3 separate regions of the Sus scrofa genome follow, and regions 2 and 3 are each linked to region 1. Evidence: chromatin contacts called from public Hi-C and HiChIP or PLAC-seq data. All regions are on one chromosome and are shown on one strand. The core of a region is the stretch at or near the end of the contact, and the rest is flanking DNA. Distances in the headings are between cores, read along the strand shown. Region 1 holds the start of CSK (c-src tyrosine kinase). Region 2 holds the start of C7H15orf39. Region 3 has its middle 40 kb from the start of CYP11A1.

Region 1 (4,703 bases), core at 1,800-4,299:
CCCACTGGTCTTTGCTCAGTGGTGTCACTCCCCGGCTTAACATCCTTCAACATCTCCCCATTGCTCCTATGATAACAATCCAAACTTTTCTTTTTTTCTTTTTTGTCTTTTCTAGGGCCGCTCCTGCGGCCTATGGAGATTCCCAGGCTAGGGGTCTAATTGGAGCTGTAGCCACTGGCCTATGCCAGAGCCACAGCAACTCGGGATCCAAGCCGCATCTGCAACCTACACCACAGCTCACGGCAACGCCGGATCCTTAACCCACTGAGCGAGGCCAGGGATCGAACCCTCAACCTCATGGTTCCTAGTCGGATTCGCTAACCACTTAGCCACGACAGGAACTCCAACAATCCAAACTTTTCTGATAAAACTCCTGGTCCACAACACCCGAGCAGCTTGGGCCAGCTTCCTCTCATGCTGCGCTCCCCTGCTCCTCTGATCCTGTCACCTCCGTCTTTCCAGCTGTCCTGTAAACTGTGGGCTCTCTGGGCCCGTCTCCTGCAGTGCTCTCTCCTCCATCAGACTTTCATGGCCCTCATCCCACACTGTCTAATTGCCCTGCTTACCTATTTACCCCACTGGACAAGAACCAGGGTAGTTTTCATCTCCCGCATCCAGAATAGTGCAGAGCATTTTGCAGGCGCTCAGTATTTGCGGGAATGAAGGAATGAGTGGTGATAAGGTTGGAAGTTAATTGGCTCCTCCACTAGAGGAGAGCTCTGTGGGGCAAGGCCCTTTATTGATTTCTCCTGTGCCTGGGGTTCAGGACGTTAACAAGTTTATTTCACTCTGCTGTGAAGAGGTGGAGCCAGGATGCAAATACAAGTCTGTTTGACTCCAAAGTTCATACTCAGACCGCAGCAAACTCAGGGGAAAAAGTCAAATGTGCTTGAGGGTAACGAAAGATGGGCTGGTGACAAAACTGGAACAGGGATTAGAGCATTTTCCCCAAATCCCCACAGCCCTTTCTCATTTTGCCAGCTGATTCAGTCAAGGGAGGGGAGATGTCAACTTCGCACTTCCAGAAGTCTTTGCAAAGCCACTGAAGGCCTTCCCTTCAGCCTGAGAGGTGGCCCCATCCGGTCCCAATTTATCATTCCATCTTGACCTCAGAGGAAAGAAAGGGAAACCAGCCAAGCTGAGCGCCCTCCCCACCTCCCTCACCCCTAGGCCGTTATCTTGCTAGATCTGCACCATCTCTTGTGAAAGAGGTGCCTTTTTGAGCTTGATCTTACAGAGGAGGAAACTGAGCTCAGAGACGTTAAGTAACTAGCCCAAGGTCACACAGCTGGGAAGCGGCCCCACTGAGATTTAACTTTATGATTTGAACTCCAAATTCATACTTTTCCCCATCACACCACAGCCATCTCTGAGACTTAGTGGATGTCTCCTAAGGGCAGGGGTGGGACTACTGCTTCACTCCTTGAAGGGCTGGCTCCGTACTGGAAAGCTGGCCCAGGGGTGCACTGGGTCGGAGGGCCATTCTGTGGTCTGTCTCGGGAGGCAAACCCAACTCCTCTCTGTGCAATGTACAGCCACACTGCACATTCAGCTCACTCTCCCACAGGGCCCTTTACTGTCCCTCTCAGTCCCTAGCCCCTCACTTATTTTGAATTTCAAGACTTTGCAAGTACACCTCATTTCCCCCACCACAGTATGCCCCTCCCCTCTGCCCACCCAAACCAGACTCTTCCTTCAGGGCCCAGTCCCTAGGATAGTGCCCCCCCACCCCCACCTACACTGGAGTCTCTGGTCTTTCCACCATCACTGCCCTGCCCCCAAAACTGTATGCTCCCCCCCCCCCCCACATGCACATCAGCTCCTGTAGCTCAGAGCAGATGACATCCTGTTAACTGTAATATATAATAACAGGCAATACTTGGCTAAGGACTGACCATGTGCCTGCCACTGCATGCTAAGCTCTTTAAATGTATTAACTCATTTCCTCCCCACAAAACCTTAAGAAGTTGGTGCTGTTACTTTCCCTGTTTGGTAAACTAGAGCCCAGAGAGGTTAAGTAACTTTCCCAAGGTCACATAGCTACTGACAACTTCCTCATTGCTGCCAGGCTTTTCGAAAACAAAGTCCAAGAAAAGTCCCATCAGTCTTTTTGGATCTCTTTTGTCTCCGCGGCTGTCGGGGACGCCATCTCCCAGGACTCTCCTGGACCCACACTGCAAACTGCAGCCATACTGAGCTATTTACAGTTCCCAGAGCCACCAAATGGCTCTCACCTCTCCCTACCTTTGTCCATGCTGTTCCTTCTGCCTGGGGTCCCAGCTTTATGAAGATTGCCCATTACCCTTCCCTCTTTTCTGCTTCTTGTGGACCTGTACACACTTCTTCACTTTTATCAATTATTTCTTAGCGCTTGTCTGCTGGCCTGCCAGTTCTGGGAACTCCTTGGCAGTAATGAAGCGGTCTTCATTACAGGGCCTGTCGCAACATCAGCGCCAGGAAACACCTATGAATGAATGAATGCTGCTGCGAGCGAGACCCATTCTCCACAAAAAGATACGAGAAGAAGGAGGTCGCTTCTGCATAGGGAGAGCTGTTCCCCAGGGAAGTTTTGGCGTTTGCTCCAAGGCGGACTGTTCGGCCCTCAGTGAGGGACCTTCTGAAGCCTTCGACGCGGGCGGGCAGGTGGGGGCAGGGCTTGGGCGCGGACACACCCCCCGCAGTGCCCCGGGATCCCGACAGAGGGCGCTGTCCTCCCGCCAGCCCACGCCCCGCCGTGCTCCCGGCTGGCTCCCTCGCGCAGGCGCGCTGCCGCGGGCGGAGGATCCGGGGCCGCGCTTCCTCTCGCCAGGCCTGCGAGCTTCCTCCCAGCGGAGCCCAGGGCGAGCCGAGCTTGGCCGCCGCCGCTGAGACCGCCGCCGCCCTCTCGCTCCCGCCCCACCCCGCACCCTGTCCGGAGGTCCTGCCGGGGTGGGGTCCGAGCTGGGCCATCGCCCGGCAGCGCCGCCGTCGGGGCTATCCCCCGGCCAGCCGTCCCTCCCGCTCCAGGCAGCCTCTGGCCGCAGGAGTCTCCGGGGCGTGGAACGTGGAGAGACCCTGCGGCCCCCGAGCCAGCGTCCGGGGCAGCCCGGGGCAGCCGGCGCGACGTCCCCAGATCGAGCCTTGGTGTCGGCGTTTGGAAGCGGAACTCTGCCGGGGCCTCACCGGCTACATTGTTTCCTCCCCCTGAGTCCCTCCCGCCCCCCTTCCCCCGCCTTTCTTCCCTCCCCGACCCGGGCCGCGCAGCCATCCCCCTGCCTCTGTCTGGCCGTCCTTCCTCCCCCTCCTTTCGCACCCAGACCTCTTTGTACCGCACCCCCCGGGGACCCCTGCGCCCCTCCCTTCTCGGCTGGCCGCATGGACCGTCCCGCAGGCCGCTGATGCTGCCCGCAGCGAGGTGGCCCGGACCGCAGTGCCCCGAAAAAGGTGAGTGTCTGGCAGGCCCTGAAGGAGGTGGGCGTCCGAGTGCTTCCCAAGGGGAAGACGGGTGGAGGTTGTACGTCCCGCTTCTGTTGCTTCTGTTGCAGCTGCCGTGGCGTCCACACCCATCCCCCACTCCCTTACCCCCTCCTTCCCGGGTTCGAAATCTCCCGGGAGTCACTGTCAGCCCGTCTGGGAGGGGGGCTCACGAGGGAGGTACTGCCCTCCCAGCCCCTCAGACTTGTCTCAGGCCACCCGGAGTCTGTCCTTTCCCCGTATTGGGGCTGGCTGGAGCGGAGGGGAAGGGGTCAGCGTGGACCAGAGCCCAGGAGAATGGGCTGTTTGCCATTCCCTGCCCAGGGCCTCCCTGCAGGCCTGCAGGTTTTTTGGCCTGCCTGGTTCTGACCCCTCCTTCATTCCCTCTGCGGAGGCCCAGGGTCCAGCCGCCTCCCTTGAGCCTGCCAGAGGTTGAGCTTATCATCTTCGGACTTTTAGAAGACCAGGCCTAAGCCCAGGGACATCTGACCCTTGGGTGGGAAACTAGGCAGGGCCTCTGGCCTCGGTGGAGGTGACACTGGGCATTAGGAGGTGGGTCCCCACCTCCTAGCGTCCTGGTCAGCCCTTTCTGTTCTCCCAGGCTCGTTGGAGGCCAGGCCAGTTGTCAGGAAGGGGTGTGTCCAGCTACCAGATCCTTGGAGCTTAACTAAGGGTTCACCTCCCCTCCCATTTTGTAGGCTGGGGGGCTGAGGCTCAAAGGGGGAAGTTGCTATCCCAGGCCTTTGGCAGAGTTAGGCTGTCTGTCCCTCCGTCATCCATCCCCTCCCACCACCACCCCACAACACCTGGACTGCTATGGGTACAGGGAAACCAGGCATAAGCCTTTACCCACTGGGGCCATAAGCCCCCAGCCTGGCCCATGGGACCTTGTGGGGTGAGCACGTGCTCCCCTGCAGAGGGCTAGAGAGGAGGGAGAGGGCTTCCGGTGACGGTTCTGCCTGGGTCTGGGCTCAGACCGAATCAGCACTGCCCATGGGATTTCCCTCTGGTGCTTGAGGCTGGGTCTTACTGACGGGAAGTGGCATGCGGGGGCACCCGTGGGGTGTAGCCCTGGTGCTGAGCTGAAACAGCCTGATCGTCATTCCTGACCCTTTGGCCCAGCTGGTATAGGAGCATGAATGGATCTGGATGCAGAATGTGAGAGCCCTGTGTCCACAGGGAGCAAGCCTCGTATAGCCTTGGCATAGGAGCATTGTCAGAGCGAGCACACCCAGGGGGTCTCTTCCAAG
Region 2 (4,315 bases), core at 469-2,968, 360 kb after region 1:
CAGGCATTGCTGTGAGCTATGATGTAGGTCGCAGATGCAGCTCGGATCTGGCTCTGGCTTAGGCCAGCAGCTTCAGCTCCGATTAGACCCCTAGACTTGGAATCTTCATATGCCATGGGTGAGGCCCTAGAAAAGACAAAAAGACAAAAAAAAAAAAAAAAAAAAAAAAAAAAAAGTGAGGAAGAACAGCCTGTGAGCTGAAGCTTGGCCATGACTCCAAGTCATCAGCTTACAAATGCATTTTCTTGATCCCAGCCTGCTATGTGACTTTGGGAAAGCCTCAATTTTCTCTGAGCCTCTGCTCCCCAGCTCCTTCTCCAAACTCAATTTCTAAGGGCCCTTCATATCTCAACTAATTAATACCCTCTCTGCTGCCCCAGGTGACCTTCACTTCCTCTTCCTCTCCGCAGCACCCAGCCCCTCCTGCTCAGCTCCAGCAGCTCTAGATGCTTCCTTATTCTTGGAACCTGCAGCCTCAGGCCTGCTCTGCCCTCTGACTCAGGCGGCCCTGACCTTTGGGATCTGAGCAGATGGCCTGGGTGGTTTTGCTCCGTGAACTTGTTCTGACCTTTGGCATGTCCACCTGTTCCTTTCCTCCTTCACTGCATACACCTGCCCCCAGTCCTTGGGCAGCCCAAGAAATGCAAGGAACTAGGTTTTTCAGAGAAGGTAACAGCACCCAGCAGCTTCTCGGTGATGGCCACCAAGATGGCCTGGAGAAGGCAAATGGAGACAGCTCTTCCATCCCTCCAGCCCCTCTCTTGGTAACACACCGTTCCTGCCTGGGAGTGCTCAACCCAACCCACCTATGTGGCTACATGGAGCTTAGTCCAGTCTTACTGAGGGAGATTTGTCAAAAATGTTCAGAGATACCCACTGAGGCCACTTGGCAAAACTTCCAGCATCCTCCTTCCTGGCTCACTTCAGGGATGGGGAAATCACCCCCTCCTCATCAGGTATGGTGCCCTAACAAGCTTTGAGATATTTTTCTGGAATTTGCCCTCTCTGCTGTATTGCGGTGAGGGAACAGACTAAGGAGACCTTCTCCGGCTCCCTAATGCAACTGTACTGGCCAAGAGAGCCAGATATTTTATTTTAGCTATTTTAGGGCCGCACTGGTGGCATATGGAAGTTCCCAGGCTAGGGGTCAAATGGGAGCAGGAGCTACGGCTACAGGCCCACGCCACAGCCACAGCAACGCCAGATCCAAGCAGATTCTGCGACCTACACCACAGCTCAAGGCAACACCAGATCCTTAACCCACTGAGTGAGGCCGGGAATTGAAGCCGCACCTTCAGGGATCCTAGTCGGGTTCGTTACCTGCTGAGACGGGTCGGGAACTCTGAGAGCCAGTTATTTTAATATAACCTCTTCTAAATCTTAGGACACAATGAGATAATCCCAGTTTGACTAAAATAAGGAAACTGAAGCTCAACGAGGTCAAGCGGCGGGCACAAGGTCACAGAGCTAGAAAAGTGGCGATGAATGAATGATCTGAGTGACTGAATGAAGACGTGTGACGGGCGCGTGGGGCGATGGTTCGCGGAGTGTGCTGGGTTCAGACAGTGCACAGCGCCCGCGGCCGGGGCCTCGGAGGGTTGGCCGACGCAGGCCCTCCACACCCCCAGGGCCCGGGGGAGCGCAGGCTCCCAGAGGCACGGCCGGGCTCTGCCCCCACCGCGCGGGCCGCCCCGCCCCCGCCCCGCCCCCAGCCCGCCCCGCCCGGGACCGCAGACGGCGCCCGGCGGCGGCGCGAACGGCAGCTCGGAGGGTGGCTCCGGGCTCGGTGCTCGCCGCGACTTCCCGCGCAGGGCCGAGCTGGACAAGGACCCTCCGCCTCGCTGGCGCTGGAGAATGCGGCCGCGGTCCCAGGCAGCAGCAGCGGGAAGCCCAGCACTGTGCAGGTAGGAGCTCGCCCACTCGGCGGGCGCGGAAACTTGGGCCGAGTTTGCGGGCGGCGCGTGGGGAAGGGGCGGGTGGCGCTGCCCCAGGGCGCCCCTACCGGCCGGCCCGGGGATGGAGCGCGCTGGGCCTGGGCCGAAGTGGCGTGGCTCCTGGCGGCCTCGGACCCTCGGCGGGAGCGCTGCCGGGCAGGGGTCGCGCCGCTGCTCCGACTTTCCCCGGAGTTCGAGGCCCCTGGAGCAGGTAGCGTCGTGGAGCTCCGGCGGGGCCCTAGCGCCTGATCTAGTGCGGGGCTGGCTAAGTGAAGCTCAGGCCGAGCCCCCGGGCCTCCTGCGGGGCCCGGCTCACGTGGACTACGCGGGCGGAGAGGAGAGGCCGGCGGGGGGCTGGCCTGGGGGGCCGCAGGCACTAAGGCTCCGCGGGGCTCTGGACGCGCCCTGCTGGGACGCGACGGCCCTGCGGTTTCCTCGCTACGGCTTGACTCACTCTCTGGCCGCAGCCCAGGCTGGCGAGATCGCCCCGAGGCGGTGGCTGCCCGGTCTCTGCAGCCAGGCCGCCCCCCTGCCCCGATCCTCTCACCAGTCTTTGGGTGTCGGTCCGTGGGGCCCGGTGCGCTGTCCTGCCTGCGTGCACACGTGTGCGGGGGCCCGAGTGAGGGGAGAACGCAGTTCTGGCGGGCCGTTTGTGCAGATATGGATCAGGCACGTACTTGCAGGCACGGGTTTGCATGGGTGGCGGAGGCCTGTGTGTCGTCCTCCTGGGGTGCACGTGCGCCCCAGCGCCGCCAGGCAGGGCATGAGGACACCCGGAAGCTGGCGGGGTCGGGTGCAGCGGTAGCCCCAAAGCCAGGTCGGCTGAGGGCCCCAGGCACAGAGTTATGGGCCAGGCAGGTAGAGGAAAGGGGCTGGAGCCCATCCCACGACCCTTCCCCCTCCCCTGGAGCCTGGGCTGCCCCTAGGTACGGTTGGAGCGGTGGCAGGGCCCAGAGCCTCAGCTGCGGGGAGGTGTAAGAACATGGAAAGGGGGCCTAGTTCAGCCTGCTAAGAGAGTCCAGGCGCTGGCCACAGCTGGGCAAGATCCCTCTCTTCTTCCTGCTTTTGCCCGATGTCCTCCTGGAGACCCCTTAAAAGGTGGAAGAGGCAATGGGGCCACAGAACTGTTTACTCCCCCTGCTGCTTAGGGCAGGGATGGCACAGCTTTGGTGGGGTCTTCTGGACCCTGCCAGAGGTTGGTCCTCCCAGACCAGCTCTAACCTCAACCAGCAAGTAGCTCAGTGGCCGAAAGTGTGATGTGACCCCTGCTCCCTGGGGTCCTGCCCTTCCCCAAACAATTGCTTGCCTTTTTGTGTATGCATCAGTGTCAGGGAAGGAGGCCCCTACACTTTGGCTACCTTCTTGAACCTGGAGGGGCCTTGCTTGAGGGCATATATACTGGGCTCTCCATCCCCTACTGGCATAGTCCATACCCTTCATAGTCCTCTGCTGTCTCCCTAGAGCCCCTGTCTCTCCTCCAAAGACTCTCGAGGGTCCCAAATGGCCTCACCTTTATTGATTGGGTCCCAAGGGGGTGTCTCAGGAAGTCTCCCGGGCAAAGGGCACGCAATGGGCAGAGCCCAGAAGAGAAGGGGGTGGGTATGGAGCAGGCCCCAAGGAGTATGCAGAGGAGGTGAGACTAGAGCCAGCACTTAATTAATCCAGAGGCCCCCAAGGGCAGGGGGGCTCAGCACCTCCAAAACCATACAACCTCTGCAAAGTTGCTGTGCAGTGTGAGGCAGGGGAGGGGGGGTTCCTTTTGGCTGCAGAACCTTGTCATAGGGCACTGCTATCAGTATTGTTGCCCTAATGTCCTTCTCTGTCTTCTCCGAAGCATCCGCTTCTCCAGGCTGTCTGAGGTGTTGAAGGATTCTGGCCAGGAGATGAACCATCTTTTTTTCTGAGAGTGCTGCCTGGCTTCCTTGGTGCACTGAGGCTGGGTTGAGGGTGGGCATTGCCCCTATACTACCTTCGGCTTTTCCCATCCCCCCAAATGTGCCAGTCTAACTCTGAACCTGTAGTTGTCATAGCCACCAGGCCGAAGGAAGGAGAGGGCTGAGAGAGGGGGCTGGTCTTGGCGGATTTGTGAGAGAAACCTGTGACACCTGGCCCATGGCCTAATCATAGCCAGATTGAACTGTTTCATCCTTTCTTAAGCCACCTGAGGGTTTCGGGGAACAGGGCATTGGGGAGGTAGAAGCAGGTCAATGTGACCCTAGTAGACTGGCCTCAGATGACCCCTCCTGGGGCACTGGCTGCCTTGAGGAAACCCACACTTGACCTCTCTGGCCCGGGGTCCCAGTCCTCGCCTGGCCTTGCTTGAGGACCTTAGTCTTTCTCTGGCACAGTTTTCCCATCAGTACAATGGGGGTCGTTGCCAG
Region 3 (4,365 bases), core at 231-2,730, 380 kb before region 1:
ATCCCCTGCCCTCCGGTCCACAGGGGCTTTTCACCAAGGGCAGCTATTGACAGGTGTGTGGATGGACCACAGACCAACGGCCTGGGATAGTCACACAGGGGGCCAAGCGTTGGGGCCAGGGGTGGGCTGAGGATCAGCTTTCTTCATGCAGCCACATTCCAGCTCTGGACTCCAGGAGTCCAAGAATTCCTTTTTTTTTTTTTTTTTTTTTTGTCTTTTTGCATTTTCTGCGGCCGCTCCCATGGCATATAGAGATTCCCAGGCTAGGGGTCTAATCGGAGCGGCTGCTGGCCTACGCCAGAGCCACAGCAACGCAGGAGCAGAGCCGCGTCTGCAACCTACATCACAGCTCACGGCAACGCCGGATCCTTAACCCACCGGGCGAGGCCAGGGATCGAACCTACAACCTCATGGTTCCTAGTCGGATTTGTTAACCACTGAGCCATGATGGGAACTCCCACTTGTCCAAGAATTCTAAACACAACCTGGCCTTCCAGGTGGTCATAAAGGTATATTTGTCAGTGTGGGAGGCTAGAGCATATTCTGTGGAGCATTCTGTTTGCTTGATTATAACTTAAATGTGTAGACATGTGTTATGTGGGCCTCAGTTTTTTACTTCTGCCCTGAGCCCAACAGATGTCAGGGGTGGGCCTGTCAGAGGCATTTCAGACAGGGCTTCCTCATTCATGATCGGAAGTTTATGGCCTCCTTCCTGTAGAAGGCCCTGAAAGGGACATGAACTCTAAAGCCCCAGGGTGAACCGTCAGCTTCCTGGAGCAGGACCAAGACCTAAAGCCACTCCTGTTTTCTGACACCTAGCTGCTGACAGTGGGGTTGTCATCCCAGGAAGCTGGGAGCCTGGGGGAAAAGGAAACAGTTCTTACTAAGCACCTGCTGCGGGCCAGGCTCTAGACCCTTCTCCCCTCAACCTCGGCAGTCCTCTGGGGACGGGGTCATTGTTAGCATCCCCATTTTGCAGATGAGGAAACAGGGTTTAGAGAGCTCACAGGCCTTGCCCAAGGTCACACAGATGGCCTCAAAGCCTCATCTCTGAGTCCAAGGTCTGCACTCTTTGTGCTTAAGCAGACAGAGATGTGTGGGGCATTTCTGGCTGGGGTGCTTGTGTGGTACTGGGGACACAGCCTAGAGCAGACCGCTGGGGGTCACCACTGGGGAGCCACATTCGGACCCCAAGCTCTTGCCACCAGCTCCTTCAGGGGCCAATCCTGAGTCCACAGTGCGGTGCCCCCAAAACCAAACGGTGTCCATGAAGCAGGCCATGTGCCAAGTCCTCCTTCGGAGACTTTTTCAGGCCCTGAGCACTTTCCCCCGAGGGGAAGAAACCCTCTGGTATGTCCTGAGAGCCACAGGAAACAGAGACATCCGGGAAACCAGCACCCAAGATAGAAGGGGAGATTAGGAACTTGTCCAGAGACAAGGCCACAGGCAGATAACATGGGGCAGATGACCCCATGGCCAGGCCACTCCACTCACTGCGTAATGCAGCCTGGGTTGAGTCACTGCGTCTCCCACGGCCTCAGCTTCCCCACTGGAGGATTGGGGAGCACAGCGTCCTTGCTGTGAGGTCTTCCTGCGGGTCACACAGGTATGTGAGAACCGGCTCTGGAGTGTGTGTGTGTGTGTGTGTGCGTGCACACATGCATGTCTAGGGAGGAGGGCCGTCAAAAGGGTTAGTTCCTTTTCCCTGAGGTTACAAAGGTAGTTCCGATTTTCAGAAAAGAGGAAGTAGGTAGATTCCTAAGAAACCTTAGACCGGAGGGGGAAGATTTGCCCTAGGCAAGCGTCTAGCTCTAAAGTTTCAGTGGGTGGGGTCCAGGTGTACCCAGAAAGGGAAGAGGTGGGAGTTCCTGTCGTGGCTCAGCAGTTATGAATCTGACTAGGATCCATGAGGATGTGGGTTTGATTCCTGGCCTCGCTCAGTGGGTTAAGGATCTGGCGTTGCCATGAGCTGTGGTGAAGATCACAGATGCAGCTTGGAACCCGAGTTGTTGTGGCTGTAGCGTAGGCTGGTGGCTACAGCTCCTATTCGACCCCTAGCTTGGGAACCTCCGTATGCTGCAGGTGTGGCCCTAAAAGCATGGAAAGAAAGAAGGAAGAAAAGAAAGAAAGAAAGAAAGAAAGAAAGAAAGAAAGAAAGAAAGAAAGAAAGAAAGAAAGAAAGAAAGAAAGAAAGAAAGGAAGAAAGAAAGAAAGAAAGGAAGAAAGAAAGAAAAGGAAGGAAAGAAAAGGAAGAGGTGACAAAGCTGTGGAGCACCTCCCCTGAATCCTCATCTGTACCACCACTCCCTCCTGGGACCTTTCACCCAGGCACTGGGGAGGGTGGTAAGGACCTGGAGGCCCTCCCAGGCTGGGTGCATCAGGTGACACAGGGCCAGGGGGCATCTCTGGTCAGGTCACGCTCCTCAAAGACGGCTCGGTTCGGCATCTGAAGCCTGCTGAGTGAGCAGGGCCCAGATGATCCCTCCTGGTGGGCTGGTCTCCACCGGCAGGCCTCAGCCTCCCTCCCTGCCAGTCCCTTCTCTTCTGCCTCCCAGATGTCACAAGGCTTCCCTGCCTCCCTGTCTTTGTTAGGGCCCCTCTCGCCCTGTGACTATAGGGTTGCCCCATCTGGAGGCCCTTCTGTTGGGAGGCCCTCTGAGGATCTCTAGCTTCAGGCCTGGGGGAAGAATCAGACCGGGAGGGGGGCCTGCACCCCCACATTTGGGAAATTCTTTCAAAAGGCACCCCTACTTTCATGGGGTTTCATTTATGGTCTCCTTAGCACAGTGGAAACAATCATATTTTCTGCAAAAGATGTTGACTCTTCCCTCTGCTCCTGCCTCTTCAAGGGTCGGAGTCCTTCACTTGACTCTGACCCCCTTCCCCCTTCCCCCTCCCACAACCTCCTTAGGGTTCCTCTCCTCCCGCCTCAGGACTCAGGAGCCAGAGCAAAGCAAGAGCCCAGCACCTCGGATGTGTCCCTGAGAGGGTCCAGGAAATTTGTTGGCATTCACCTTGTCCTGTCTGCATCCCAACCTCCTCCCACCTCCTGCTGCTACCTCTTGGCATCCAACCCATTGCCTGAGACTTTCCCACACTACCAGAACCCTCTTTCAACAGCCCCCTCACCCCCACTTCCAGCCTCTGCCCCACAGCTCTTGAAAGCAAGTCTCTACTTACCACCTCCATCACCACCCGCCTCCCACCTCCCACCTTCTCTTCTCCTCAAAGACCTGACTCCCACCCTACACTCCACCAAGGTCACTGGCAGGCTCCACTGTCATTCCTCGCCGTGTCTCTGCCCACATCTCACGCTGCCCCTCGGCGCTGTTGTTCCATACTGCTGACCACACACGCTGTCTTGAAACCTGAGTCCTCTCAGCTCCTGAGATGCACACGCAGACCTCCTCCCATCTCCCCGACCACTGCTCCTACTGGCCTTGCCTGGTTCTCTTTCCCCCCTGCTCCCCAGGCCCCCTTCAAATGAGCCCCACCCAGAGCTCTGTTCTGGGCCTTTTTCTCTCTCTGCCCTCGCACCCCAAGGAGTCAGAGCTCTTCCACCCCTAGCTCTCCCTCGTGTATCCTCAAGGTGCTGGCCTGCCAGCTCCTCCCCTGAGCTCCTGACCAGATAATGTACATGCCTACCGGATACTGCCTCCCACAGGTCTCTCAGGAACTCACAGCTTGTCACCTCCCCCAAACTTTCCCTCCCGTCTCTCTCCATCAGTGTTGGCCCAGATGCTGAAACCGAGCATCTAAAACCAAGCAAACTTTCACTTTCTCCTTCTCGATTGCATCCCAAATGTGCCCCGCGCCATCTGGCCGTCCACACCCCTCCCTGGTTGCCCACTCTGTGCTCCACTCGAGTCTAACAAACATTTTGGGTGTTCCAGCTCCTAAGCGCCCGCCTGGAATGCCCCACCCCCATGTAGCCGCAGGGCTCACTCCCTCACCTCCCCTCATCTTCACCGGAATAGCACCTCCTCGATAAGGCTCACCCTGACAACCCTGTTTAAAACTTGAGAAGCCTCCTTGACCAAGTCTGCCAATCACCCTTACGTCTATTTTATTTTTCCACCATTCTAACAGACCATGTAATTAACATATCTAATATGTGTATCCTTTATTGTCTGTCTCCACCAGCTAAAAAGAAAGCTTTTTAAGAGCAGAGAGTTTTGGCTTTTTTGGTGACTGAGGCAAGCCCAGGTCTTGGAACTGTGCCTGGCGCCCAGGAGGCACTTGATAATTTGCTAACATGAGTGAGTGGACTGCACGGACCTTGGGCTTCTCCCCCTCCACAGCAGCCACACCCCATTCACCACCAGGTCTTGTTTCCATCTCCTTAAAATCTTATAGATCTACCTG

The links. Hi-C and Micro-C count contacts between places; a contact is called where the count stands out from the background. HiChIP or PLAC-seq counts read pairs in DNA pulled down with a chosen protein or histone mark.
Region 2: a contact with region 1 is called in an H3K27ac HiChIP or PLAC-seq map of alveolar macrophages. The contact joins the promoter of C7H15orf39 here to the promoter of CSK in region 1. A contact is called at or near these places in 1 of 5 promoter capture datasets (fetal liver), 2 of 47 Hi-C or Micro-C datasets (embryonic fibroblasts and liver) and 1 of 2 datasets of contacts at active chromatin or transcription factors (alveolar macrophages).
Region 3: a contact with region 1 is called in a Hi-C map of liver, with 5 times the contacts expected there. The contact joins the enhancer-like site here to the promoter of CSK in region 1. A contact is called at or near these places in 9 of 47 Hi-C or Micro-C datasets (embryonic fibroblasts, heart right ventricle, liver and 5 more) and 2 of 2 datasets of contacts at active chromatin or transcription factors (alveolar macrophages and skeletal muscle).

What each region holds. Positions count from the first base shown.
Region 1 is chr7:58,753,380-58,758,082 of Sscrofa11.1, reverse strand. It overlaps CSK (c-src tyrosine kinase), which reads left to right and starts at 3,049. Exons shown (of 13, transcript NM_001190173.1): 1 at 3,049-3,423. It overlaps LOC106504440 (a long non-coding RNA gene), which reads right to left and starts at 685. Exons shown (of 5, transcript XR_002345822.1): 1 at 567-685.
Region 2 is chr7:58,387,520-58,391,834 of Sscrofa11.1, reverse strand. It overlaps C7H15orf39, which reads left to right and starts at 1,718. Exons shown (of 3, transcript XM_021099036.1): 1 at 1,718-1,904.
Region 3 is chr7:59,133,631-59,137,995 of Sscrofa11.1, reverse strand. No RefSeq gene overlaps it. Among named protein-coding and RNA genes, the nearest start is that of CYP11A1, 40 kb to the left of the region's middle. Within about 2 kb of position 1,480, at least 13 of the 83 cell types and tissues checked have an H3K27ac peak or open chromatin away from gene starts, as enhancers often do. A contact at or near this core is called in alveolar macrophages, liver, mesenteric adipose tissue and 1 more, where this site is marked.